Regions from separate parts of the Gossypium hirsutum genome. Here region 1 is linked to region 2. A link is a contact called in public Hi-C data. All regions are on one chromosome and are shown on one strand. Each heading gives the region's core, a stretch centred on a gene start, on an enhancer-like site or on the middle of the called end of the contact. The rest is flanking DNA. Distances are from core to core; before and after follow the strand shown. Region 1 holds the start of LOC107921984 (WEB family protein At5g55860). Region 2 holds the start of LOC107922043 (transmembrane emp24 domain-containing protein p24beta2).

What was found. A called contact is a pair of places that touch in the nucleus more often than the background predicts.
Region 1: a contact with region 2 is called in a Hi-C map of hypocotyl, with 2.1 times the contacts expected there. The contact joins the promoter of LOC107921984 here to the promoter of LOC107922043 in region 2. A contact is called at or near these places in 5 of 34 Hi-C or Micro-C datasets (fibers, hypocotyl, leaf and 1 more).

Annotation. Positions count from the first base shown.
Region 1 is chrD01:12,325,559-12,332,055 of Gossypium_hirsutum_v2.1, reverse strand. It overlaps LOC107921984 (WEB family protein At5g55860), which reads right to left and starts at 3,701. Exons shown (of 5, transcript XM_041087056.1): 1 at 3,040-3,701; 2 at 2,697-2,779; 3 at 2,537-2,588; 4 at 2,088-2,283; 5 at 1-1,729. The coding sequence starts at 2,550.
Region 2 is chrD01:12,140,683-12,146,484 of Gossypium_hirsutum_v2.1, reverse strand. It overlaps LOC107922043 (transmembrane emp24 domain-containing protein p24beta2), which reads left to right and starts at 2,025. Exons shown (of 5, transcript XM_016851872.2): 1 at 2,025-2,169; 2 at 2,715-2,926; 3 at 3,536-3,722; 4 at 3,816-3,923; 5 at 4,604-4,913. The coding sequence starts at 2,717. The coding sequence ends at 4,737. LOC121213844 (protein NOI4) reads right to left here. Exons shown (of 3, transcript XM_041087050.1): 2 at 5,547-5,732; 3 at 5,122-5,404. The coding sequence ends at 5,360.

The DNA.
Region 1 (6,497 bases), core at 2,452-4,951, 180 kb before region 2:
TTCTTCGATTGAAGATACCGCTGATATTAGGTAAAAGCACCTTTTTCGAGACAGAAGACTTCTCTTTTTCCAACATTTTAGCCTGCACAATTTTCTCTGCTGGGTTCTGCTTTTGAATTCTGTAGTGCTGGGGGGATGATTCTGTTGACATCTGTGCTTCTATCAGAATCCGAGATGCAGCTGCAACTGCTTTCTTCTGTTCCTTTTCACGCCACTTCCGGAGCTCTCCCTCCACAGTCCTCTTTGCAGCTTCAGCCATCTCTGCCCTCTTCAAAGCATCTGCAGTTGCAACCTTCATATCTTCAATCTCTTTTTGAGTTGCCTCTAGTCTCTTAAGTGCCTCATTTTCACTAGCCTTCACAGCTTCAACCTGAGCCATGGCAGCAGCCACTTTCATTTCAGCTATATTATCTGACTCTTCAACTTTACGACTCAAAGACTCGAACTCTTCCCTGGAGATAGTTATATTGGCTCCAGATTCAGAGGTTGAGGCACGTGCAGCATTTGTTTTCTCAGAAAGCATCTTTATTTGATCAAGTGCCCTAGTCTCGGCTTCTTTTGCAGCTTCCGCTTCTTCCAGAGCAACCACCAGCCGCTTATCTGCTTCCTGAAGTGCAATTCTCGAGGCTTCAGCTTCCAACTTTAACTTCTCTGCTTCCTTTTTCATCTCTTCTGCTTTTCGCGGCGCATTTTCTGTTTCCACTGATAGCTGTTGGAGGGTTGATAACATTTCTGCACAGGCACCTCTTGTTTTGGATTCCTCCGAAAGGAAAGCTTCAAGCTCTGATTTACTTTTCCGAAGCTTGACATGCAGATTCCCAGCAATGGACTCAGTTTCCGCTTCCTTCTCCTTCAGCTCAGAATGCTCTTTATTCACATTTTCTAGTTCCACCTTAAGAGACTCCACCAAACTCCTCAAGGAATTCTCTTCTTCAGCGACTTTTTGCAGCGATTCTTTAGCACCATCTAGCTCTGAAGTAATTGTTCGCACAGACTCCAGATCGGAAGCCTTTGCACTTTCCATCTGTTTCTGCAAAGACCCAATCTGATTATCTGTTTCAAGCAGTTGAGCTTCAAGATTTCGCATAAGCTTAGGGTCAAATTCATTCTTCAAAGCAAGCAACTTCTTTGTTGACTCTTCAAGGGTAGCTTTATATAATTGCTTCTGAGTGTCCTTTTCAGCAAACATTTTAGCTTGTTCTTGCTGTGTTTCAAGAGATGCAAGCTTCACTTGTCCGATCGACTCCTGTACATATGAAATTTCCCTAGAGAGCTCTCCAACCTTCTCCATGTTAACCTTAGCTGCATGTTCAGCTTCTTCTGTTTGGTTGAAGGCAGCAATTTTCGCTTCTAAGGATGCATCACAGTCCTGACGGACCTTCCTCAATTCTTGTTTAGCAGCATCAAGTTCAGTAATTACAATCATGTATTGTTCCCTTGCAGTTTCCGAGTCCTGGCTCCTAGTTCCATCGGGTCCGGGAAGAATACCAGAATTTGCTTCTTCAATCTGCTTAGCCTTATTCTTTGCAGCATCTGTAGCCTTGGCTGCACAATCCTTGGACTCGTTAACAGTTTTGAGTTTGTGTGAGAGTTCCTCAGCTGTTTTTTTAGCCCTTTCTAGCTCTACAAGTGCTTGAGCCTTAGTTATCTCAGCATTTGATAGCTGTTCCTTTAACTTGTTCAACTCTTTTTGAGTAAGGTGAAGCTGAGTCTCCTTGGCTAGAACTCTCTGCAACTCAAATCCAAATAAGAATAGAAGATTAATGGACTATCGAGATTTCCCAGCAATCCATCCCTGAAGCTCTGGTTGTGCAGTTAGTAATTGAACAATGAGAACATTAATATATGCAGCTTAGAAAGACGTCAAAACACTCCTTACATAGGCTTCTTAGCCTTCACATAAAATAGATGCTTTACTCATAATCATGAGTGGTACCATTCTTATGCTTTTTAATATTTACAATCATTAGAGATGATCGAGAACCAGAGAATATACAAGTGAAAGAAAGAATTTGACACATACTACTACGACTTGACACAACATTTCAGGTGAAAGAAGAAAGAGAACTTCTGCGAATCAGTATTACCTCTGCAGAGTGAGCTTTTGCCTTTTTCATGGCAGGTTTTTCCCCAGAGAAAGCGCCTTCACCAAATAGAGTGACAGCATCTTTAACAGATTGGAAAGGTGCACTAGTATCTATCTCTCCCACCTCCACTTTCTGAGAGTCAGTGGCATTCTGGCGTCCCTTTGCAACCATAATGTTTTGCTTGTTCGTTATTACTCTGAAGTTCACAAGTTCAATAAAGAAAAAATAAGACGGCGATGTGAGCTCCCAATCACCAACATGTCTCAGAGGAATGAATAAGAAATGTAATCTCAAAGAAATTTCTAGTCTCTTCAGCCAACTGATTCTTTGGCATTACTGTATGGCTAAACGTCTTAATAAGATGAGCTGATCACAACATAGACCAGTAATTTCGGGCAGTGAAAAAATGCACTAACCAAAAGAGAGATAATAAGTTTAAGAAGTGAAACCTTGTGTTATACATCTGTCCTAGACTACCCAAAAGTTCATATAAAATCCTCACTACAATGTACATAAATGAAAATAGATTATTCCAGTAAAAAACTGGTCAAAATCACCAAGATTTCAACATCATCATGAAAATCACACTATGAATGAAGCTCACCATACCTTAAATATCCTTCTCAAGTCTTCAACCAAATTGGCTAGGAAGCTTTAACTTTTCTCTCCTAGAAATTCAAAGCAACAGAACCCTAGCTCAACATCAAACAATAAAAGAAAGGAAGAAATATCTTTAAGAAAATTTTTCTAGAATTCAAGAACATGACAAAATTGATGCCTCCAGTATAGAAGTCAAAAGAAAAGTAAAAGACAATTTAACAAAACAAACAAAATTCCATGTCAGAAAATTTGCCTATAACTGCTTAAACCAAAAGAAAAAAAAATTTAAAACCCAGAAACAAAAAGTCTTCAAATGAAAAAAAAAGAAAGAGGGGGGTGGGGAGAGAAGCACCTTGTCTAAAGCTAAAAGCCCTTCACAGCTTCATGACCATCTTCTTTGATCTTCATACTATTCCTTCTTTCTATAAAATAAAAACCCTTTTAGTCTTTCAACCTAACGACCAAAATCCACCAAGAAATACCCAAGCTTTCGACAGGAATCTCCCAAGAAAATTTGATAAAAAATTCTCTGCCAAGAAACAACTAGGCTTCTTGGAAAAAGATTTCGTGGGTTTTAATCAAAAGGGGGGAGGGGAGCTAACTATCTTCCTTTTTGCTAGTATTTTTTTGTTTTTGTTTTTGAAGGTTTCAAATAGTAAAAATTGCAACTTTAGAGAGAGATAAAGAGGAAGAGAGTTTGAATATTCGAAAGCAGTTTGAGACAAAAATTTACATCGGCAAAGACAATGAAGAGAGAGAAAGCAGGAGAGACTGTTTCCTTGATGGAGAGGCAGGCTTTCCAAGATTGTACTTCTTGGACAGTGTTGTAGAATGTCTTAAAATGAAAGGGTAGTTTTGTCTGAAAGATACTAGTTATGTGAAGAATGGTCAGGGTTGGCACGTTAAAAGTCTAGAGTGATGGCAGCTGAGAAGTGACGAAATGACAATGACTGAAAGAAAAATGTGTTTGTTAAAGAGGTTTGGTTATGGATACAATTACTTGCATTGCTGCTGCTCCCATCTTTCTCATTCACTCTTGTATTTATTGTTTGTTTCTTCTTTTCTTTACTTTTTTTTTTTGTTTTTTTTTGTTTTCCATTTTGTCCTCCTTTAGTTATTGTATAAACGCATTCAGTAGGTTCATTAAAAGAGTAAATATTGACACAAAATTTAAATTTATTTCATATCTAATATGAAAATTTAATCCTCGATCATTGACTAGATATTATCATATCACCTAACTTCCGTGGTTAAAATCAAAACAAAATTTTAAATCAACCCACATAACAAAATTTTTTATCTTTTGATTCAAATTCAAACTAATCCTTATTAATAGGCCACAACTTACTATTCAAAATTGCTTTCTTATTATCATTAAAGAAGTTTAACATTTTTTTTTAAATTTGGGAAAGATACTAACACCGTTGTAAATTTAATATGATTTTACACCCTTTCATAATTTTTTATCATTGATATTTTAATAATTCAATCGTTGAATTTATTAATATAATTGTACTTAGCATGTATGTAAACTTTCGAATTGATCTAATATCTCTATTATATCAATTTAAAATATTGTTTATATTAAAATATATTTAATGTTTAAAAGTTTTTTTACAGAAAATAAATAGTTAAAAGATTTTCTTTACTCCAAATTTGATATCCTGAATTATATTAATCAGATATAAAATTTGACGGTTGAATTGTTAAAATATAAGCATAAACAAATTGTTAATTTTACTACCTTTGCAAATGAATCTCTCTCCATGTTTGAAATACATATTTTAACCCTTTTTTTTCATAAACACTTTTTACAATGATAGATAATATCAAACTTTAAAATACACGTTTTAAAAGTATTTTCCAACCTTAATGATAACATGATCTTGTAAGGTTGATTCAAATGGTAAACAAGTAGAATTTTTTTTTCCTTTGGTCTTGATTTTAACAGAAAATATGAATAAATTTGCAATAGGTTAAATTTCATTAATAATTTGTGTGTGGATTTAATTCTTATATTTCATTTTGGTCATTTTTAATTTTTGTATTTTTAGTATTTGAAAATTTTAGTTAGGATCAAATGTTAGTTATTAAGTTTATTAAGTTTATTAAGTTATGTTATTTTTAAAAATTAACACGACAAATATATAATCGCATATATAATGTCATGTCAGATTGTTTTTTCACATGTTACTCACAAAAAAAATCAATTAAAAATTTTAACGACTATGGTTTACATTAAGACTAAAATTCTAAAATTCAAAAAATATAGCGAGTAACAATGATTCAGTTGAAGAACACTAACTAAATCTATAACTTTTCGCACAACGTAGGACTAATAGTAGAATTTAACGAAACAGATTTTAACTATTACTGTTTGGTCAAAACTGAACTTTTAAAAATTAAAAAATATAGGGATTAAACTTGACCAATTCAAAGAATATAGAGATTAAATTTGATCAAATTAACGTATATGTACTAAATTCACGAGACTATAGAATCTAATAGTTGAGTATTTTAAAAGTTTTAAGATTATAGAGAAAATGTATGGATTGAGAGGAAGGGAAACTTGGTTTGCTTGTAGGACAACAGACAAAACATAACCTTTGAACCTCTCTTGATTAAAATTAATGAATGCAACTCTCTCAATCTCAACCTCAGAGCATTTTTGTCGGATAGCAATTAGCAATACAGCTTACAGCTACCTAGCCTCTGCTTCTTTAGGCGGTTGTGGGACAGCAATAAAAAGTACAAATTTTATGTATGACCTGTAAATGGACCCAAACTTAAGAAGGGATTATATTGGATGGCATTGGCATGCACTACTTAATATTTGATTTCCATGTCCCATGAATCTGTATGTAGTAACTTCAAAGTTCAACTTTGTTTTTACAAGAAAACTGTAGACCCCCATTTCAAAGTTAAGTGGGATGTGAGGAAAAAAGGGAAGCTCAAAATTGTTTCATTAAACTAATGTATCTTCCACCTTATGTTTTCATTTCAGAAAGGGCAATATTAGTTTATGAGTAGGTAGAGATTAAAGCTAGACCTACTAGCTTATGTTTGGTTGCCAGTAGGAAGAAAATCATCAACAAAGATTGAAATTCATTGCGGTTGTGACGACACTATTTTGTTCTTCAAATGAGGTACCAGTAGCATCAGATGGGTAGGGTTGCTTCACCAATCTATCAGCTTTCCTAATTCTTCCAAGCTCTTTCCACACTCTTTACCTTGCACCTAATGTACTTTTCCCTTATCGATATCTTCTGAAAATTTTACTTAGAAAAAACATATATCAAATTTTTATCGTTTATTAAAATTTATAATGTTGGTATTGGTATAACGTTAAAAATTTTGATATAACGTATGCACCTTTTTTTTTTTCTGAGCATACAGTAGAATCCCTCAAGCTCCTCACCTCTCCCATCTACGAGCACAACAAGTTGCTTGGCTTGCAGCGAGCAAATTCTACAGCACCAATTTCAACAAAGGTTGGCACCTTTAAGTTTTCACTAGTGGTTCTTCTTGACATGCTTCGGGAAGGGGGCAGTCTCTTGACTAGTAGGGCTATAGACAGGTGTCAAAGTCACAAAACCTTTTTAGGTTCTGAAATTAAATTATAAGATTTGATGAGAGGTAAAATGTAAGTTTATTATTTTAATAATATATATATTTTAATAATTTATTTAAAGGATTAAATTAAAATTTTATTATTTTGGGAGTTAAATGTAATTTTATTATTTACTAATTTAAAACAAGTTTTAAGGGACCAAAATTTAGATTTCCATTTTTAAGAGGAACCAAAGACCT
Region 2 (5,802 bases), core at 776-3,275:
CAAAACAGTCACTAATTAACAGTTTCCGTTGGTGTCTTAACGGGACCACTGATGTGGCAAGTTAACTGCTGGTGTGGCAAATTAGCTTGCCACATGGAATGTCCACAGTGGAAACCCATCCAATTTAAGAAGAAATTAAAAAAAACCCTAAAAAAACCCTTAATAATAGAGGAGAAGAAGAAGAAGAAACACCATGATCGCATTCAGGAATTTAACCAATATTTGGCTAATCTAACTGAGCATTATGACATCCCTAAAGTTGGCCCGATTAATTTGCCATCACTAACTCAAATTGCTGTGTTTCATAACATTGGCAATTATTGGCACTGGATAGGGGTCTCAAGTGTTGGTTGAGCCTCCGTGCCGCATTCGAAATACAAATAAAGAACCTCTAGAGCCCTTTCCTAGTCTGGTATTCTCATCAATATACGTGATCTGTAGCTTGACCTCGCTCTCGCCACCATATCGGAAGTCTATTGCTCTTACCCTCAGCTCAGGTGGCTCAAAATTACTTGAATCCATTGATGATCCAAGACCGTCAGCTTTCCAGCACAATGCATGAAGGAACATGTATTAGTGGAGATGACATCCACAATCTCACATCACATTAATTGAGTTTCACAGAAAAGATGAATAAATGGGATTCTAGATGCTTATGCATGAACTAACCCATAAGTCAATTTTGGTTATTAGTCATAAAATTACAATGTGGCAACATGGTACTGCTAGTTAAAGATAAAGATGCCGACATTATATCAAGTGATGACTAGTGAGGTTAACGTAGGGTGGGAGTGGCCTTACCTTTCAATAAGACCTCTCCATCAAGAAACCCAAAAATAAAGGAGACTTTGTTTCGTACGGAGTCAGGAGCTTCAATAGCCTGAACCATGTCATTGGTCTTGAAGAAAAGGCGCCCCAATGCACTTCTGTAGCCGCCTCCTAGTGACATGGGATTTGAACAGTAAATTGCATCCCAATCTGGAAAAACCACAAGACCCACTAGAGGTGCTCATGGGCCGGGCCGGACTGGGTTTGGGCTAGGTTTGGGCTGGGCCCATAACAAATTTCGACCCAGCTCAAAATATGGGCCTAAAATTTTGCTCAGGCCCGGCCCGGAAAAAATCATAAGCCCGAGTCCGGCCTGGCCCGACCCATTTTTTTAATAAATACCAAAAATTTATTTTAAAAATTAAAAAAAGTATTTTAAAAATATTTTAAAATTAAAAAAAATTAAAAAGTATTTTAAAATTAAAAAATAATAAAAAAAAGTATTTTAAAAATATTTTAAAATTAAAAAATTTAAAAAATAAATATATTTATTATATCGGGCCGAGCCGAGCTCGGGCAAAAAAAGTAGTGCTCGAGGCTCGGCCCGTTTTCTAAATGGGCCTTATTTTTTTGCCCAAGCCCATATTTCGAGCCTATATTTTTACCCAAACCCTCCCATATTTCGGATGAGCACCTCTACCGCCAACAATGGCGAAAGGTTATAGAGGAAGAGAGCCAAGAAGAAGAAGAAGAGCAAAGACATGGTATTTCAATGGCAAAGAATCAGACCCTACCAAATTAGGCAAAGAAGAATTTTTTTTTTACAGTCTCCTCTTCTTCTCTGTTATTAAGGATTTTTTTAGTGTTTTTTTCAATTTCTTCTTAAATTGGGTGGATTTCCACTGTGGACATCTAACGTGACAAGTTAATTGGCCACATCAGCTAGTTAACTTGCCACATCAGCTAGTTAATCAGTGATTGTTTTGTCACTTTTTTATAATGTTAGTGACCGTTTTATTATTTTTTAAAAGTTGAGTAACTGAAATAAAACTTAAGTGACTGTTTTGTTAGCTACCCAAAATTGAGTGACTGCTAGCGTAATTTACCCATTTTATTATGAAAAACAACTTCAAATAAATTTCAAAACCATTAAAAAAAAGACAACAGGGCAACGCTGGAACTTCATTAGAAAAGGATGTTATTGTGTAGGTGAGATACAGGTGATTATTACCATGTCAAAGACAGCCTCATTAGACCCCTCTTCAAAAGTGCCGAACTCCTATATAACTCTTCTCTCTGCATCTCTTGTACTGTTTCTGTCTTCAAAACGCCTCGAAAGATCTAATCTCTCACCTTCTTCTAAACTCTTCAAATAAGGCAAAGAAAAAAAAACACCCAAAAGGTAAACTTTATTTAATATTTTTAATTAAATTTCGTAGCTTTTGTTTTTGACTTTCATAGTTTTGATCTAGTTTTGAATTGTTTTCCTGCCTTTTTCCTAATACACTGAATAGATCATTCGTCTAATCCCACCTTGTTTATATGCTTTCTTCTTTGTTTTTGCTTTAATTATTGTGGGTTTTGCTTGGGAATTTTCAGGTTCGAACAGGTTTCTAGTTTTTTTAATGTTTTTTGGTATTAAAAAATTTCTTGGTTTTAATCAATTATCATGAACTTGAAGGATAAGAAAAAGGAAAAAGATGGTGGGAATTTCTCTGGGTTTTCAATTCCATGACTTGTTTCGGTATTTCTCGCGGAATTTCTGTTGTTACTGTTTATAAATGATTAGTTTTCATGGTTTTTTTAATTCCCAGTGGTTTTTGAAAAGCATTAATCTCTTAGCATTTGATTTTATATACTTTGCTGCATGTACAATCAAACTAGTGCAATATATTCATATTGTTTATCATGTTTCATAACTTGGATCCGTTGACTATGTAATTTGCAGATGAAAATCGGGTTCCTTGTATTTGTAGCTGTTGCATTGCTAGCATTCTTGTGTAGCCCGAATGCCGTGTATGGAATTAGATTCGTAATTGATAGAGAAGAATGCTTCTCTCACGATGTTAAGTATGAAGGGGATACAATTCATGTGTCGTTTGTTGTCATCAAGGCTGATTCAACTTGGCATAATAGTCATGAGGGTGTTGATCTGGTGGTAAGCTTCCTCTTCTCCTTATTACGGCTAATTTGGTTTCGACATTGTCATTCGTGCCTTATGCTTCAACTGCTAGCATGTAGTTCAGTTTCTTACTTAGGGCATAGTTAAGAGTGTGAACTGCAAGAGAATAGTGTTTTAGATTTGGTGATCTTGTGGATCTATATCAGATCTGACTCCTCTATTACTTATACTGATTATGAGCCCTTTTCTCAAAGTCCAAAATCGAATTTGAAATTATAGTTTGTATTACATGAAAAACATAAGTTTCTAGTCCATCAACAATATACTCTTGTATTGGACAAGAAATGGAAACAGATTCCAAATGTTCCACTTTTAGGAACCTATCAGCTGCAAAGGCGATTATTAGGGGTTGTTCTTTCTCTACAAAGTTCCATGGTGCTTTAGGTGGTAATAAGTTGTCTTGATCTGAATAAGTTGGATTCTGAAAATAGGGTCATAAATTTTTTTACTTATAGTGCTTTCAAGTCATACGATAAGATGAACATAAAGATTTTCCCTTTTTCTTTTGAATTGCCTATTTGCATAAACTGTTCAGGAACTCAAATTAACAATCTTATTTTACTTGCTACTTGTTGTGGTTACTAGGTGAAGGGACCTACCGGTGATCAGATTCAAGACTTTCGAGACAAGATAAGTGAGAAATTTGAGTTTGTTGCTCATCAAAAAGGAATTCACCATTTCTGTTTCAGTAATAAATCTCCTTACTATGAAACGGTCGACTTTGATGTACATGAAAGTCATTTTACATACTATGATCAGCATGCAAAGGATGGTGAGTCGTTTTCTGTTTGCTTTTATGTTTCTCTTCTGCTGTTGAACCTTTAATATAAAGAGTACTGAGTGCTATTCTCATGCTTATCTGCAGAGCATTTCAACCCTTTGTTAGAACAAATATCTAAGTTAGAGGAAGCTCTTTATAACATCCAGTTTGAACAGCACTGGTTAGAGGCTCAGACAGAACGTCAGGCAATAGGTATATTCATATTAAACACTTTTTTGTTTTTAATTACAGACAGTTGTGGACGATGTTACATCATTGATACCTTTGAGACTTGTTTATCTGTTACCATAACTTCAAACTCATAGGTAGCTGAAGCCTTTACCTTGAATCAATTCGAGACAATTGTTAGATTCAATTGTGAATTACTATAAAGTGTCACTTCGTTATGTTTTAAAACTTATATGATTTAGGTTGCTAAACTATGTTTATTAGATACTTTAGATTTGTATGCTAGGAGTCACTTTTCGCCATATTTTGCTCACTGAATGGCTGAAGAGTTTGTTTCGATGCATGTAAATATGCATGTTTTATATATATATATATAAATCATAGAAGTAATCTAAGCTTTGTTGCATATCGTGAGGATGAAAAAGAATTTAGGTGAAACCATGTTTTTTTTTTTTTTGTCAAGACTTGGTTAGAGCAATGATTAGAGCTCTTTCCTAGATGACATGGGTTCAAATCTTGTCACCCTTTCCCCTTCCCCCAATATTGTATGATAAAAAAAATATATGTTTTTGAGATGCTGGTGCTAATAGATATTATACAAGGAAAAAGAACCCTTTAATGTAGGCATTGCTTGAATTGCTCTCATGATTCCTTTCCAGTTGATTACTTTTTCTTCTAATGATTCTCTGTTACTATAAATGCAGTAAATGAAGCCATGAGTAAAAGAGCAGTTCACAAGGCCTTTTACGAATCTGCAGCACTAATTGGAGCCAGTGTTCTTCAAGTTTACCTACTCCGCCGCCTTTTTGAACGAAAGCTTGGAATGTCCCGGGTTTAGTTTTAGCACTGCACTGCAATGTTTCATTAGCTATAGGATCATGCAGACTATTGTCATCTCAGGCACTTGATACATACATGAATTTATGAAATCAGTGACGTTTTCTGTTTTTAAGTCTTTAGATTTATCATTGTTGAGTAAACATAAACTATATAAAGCATGATTGGTTCAAGTTATTTCTGCTAAAATTGTTTATGGTTCCATGGTTTCATTATGTTCATCAGCCATCGGTTGCTACTCATGCAAACTTTAGAGGCATATGATGTTCTTATGCATGTTGAGACAAAATGAAATAGAATTTTTCGAAAAACACACCAATCACATGTATAACAACATGAAGAAGGAATGTGTCACGTGAAAGTTCTATGGCTTGTAACACAAGGATGGCAAAAGACAATGAAATACCACAGCTTCTAATAACATCCCACCAAATCAATAAATATAGATACAGTAAGTGTTTTGTCTTCTTTACTTCTCCCTCCCACCAGAATTAAATTTTACACCACAAAGAAAAATCCAGAAGGGCTTATCAAGCCTTACAGACCCTATCTTGTTTAGGAATATATGGTGGGGCTTCAATATACTTGTGGAAGCTCTTATGTCTTATACGAGTAGAGCATCGTCAAGATTCCGCAGGCGGGGCTTGAACGCAGCAAAACCATTTTTTCTGAAAAAAACAGTTGATAACGATCATTGTAAGCAATACCAAAGCAAATTGTTATTTTTTTACAGTTGGTCAAGAATAGGTTATCACCACTGCCTAACATATGCAGCTAGATGCCAAGAACAAATCATTAGATGTTACTTACAGGTTGGGTTTTGCCAGGATCAGCTCCAGGCTTAACATTAGAATCAGACTTTGCCGGTGACTCAGGTTTGCCACCTGTTTTCTTCTCGTCCCTTGCCTTATTAAAGATCACAGTGAATCCCTCAGCAGATGCAGGATCGTTGACATCCCATTCACCAAATTTTGGCAATGGCCGACCCTTTTCCTCCTATTGCACAAAATAAAAAGTGAAATGTCCCGTTAAGACCCTTAAAATCGAAACACGTAGACAGAAAAAC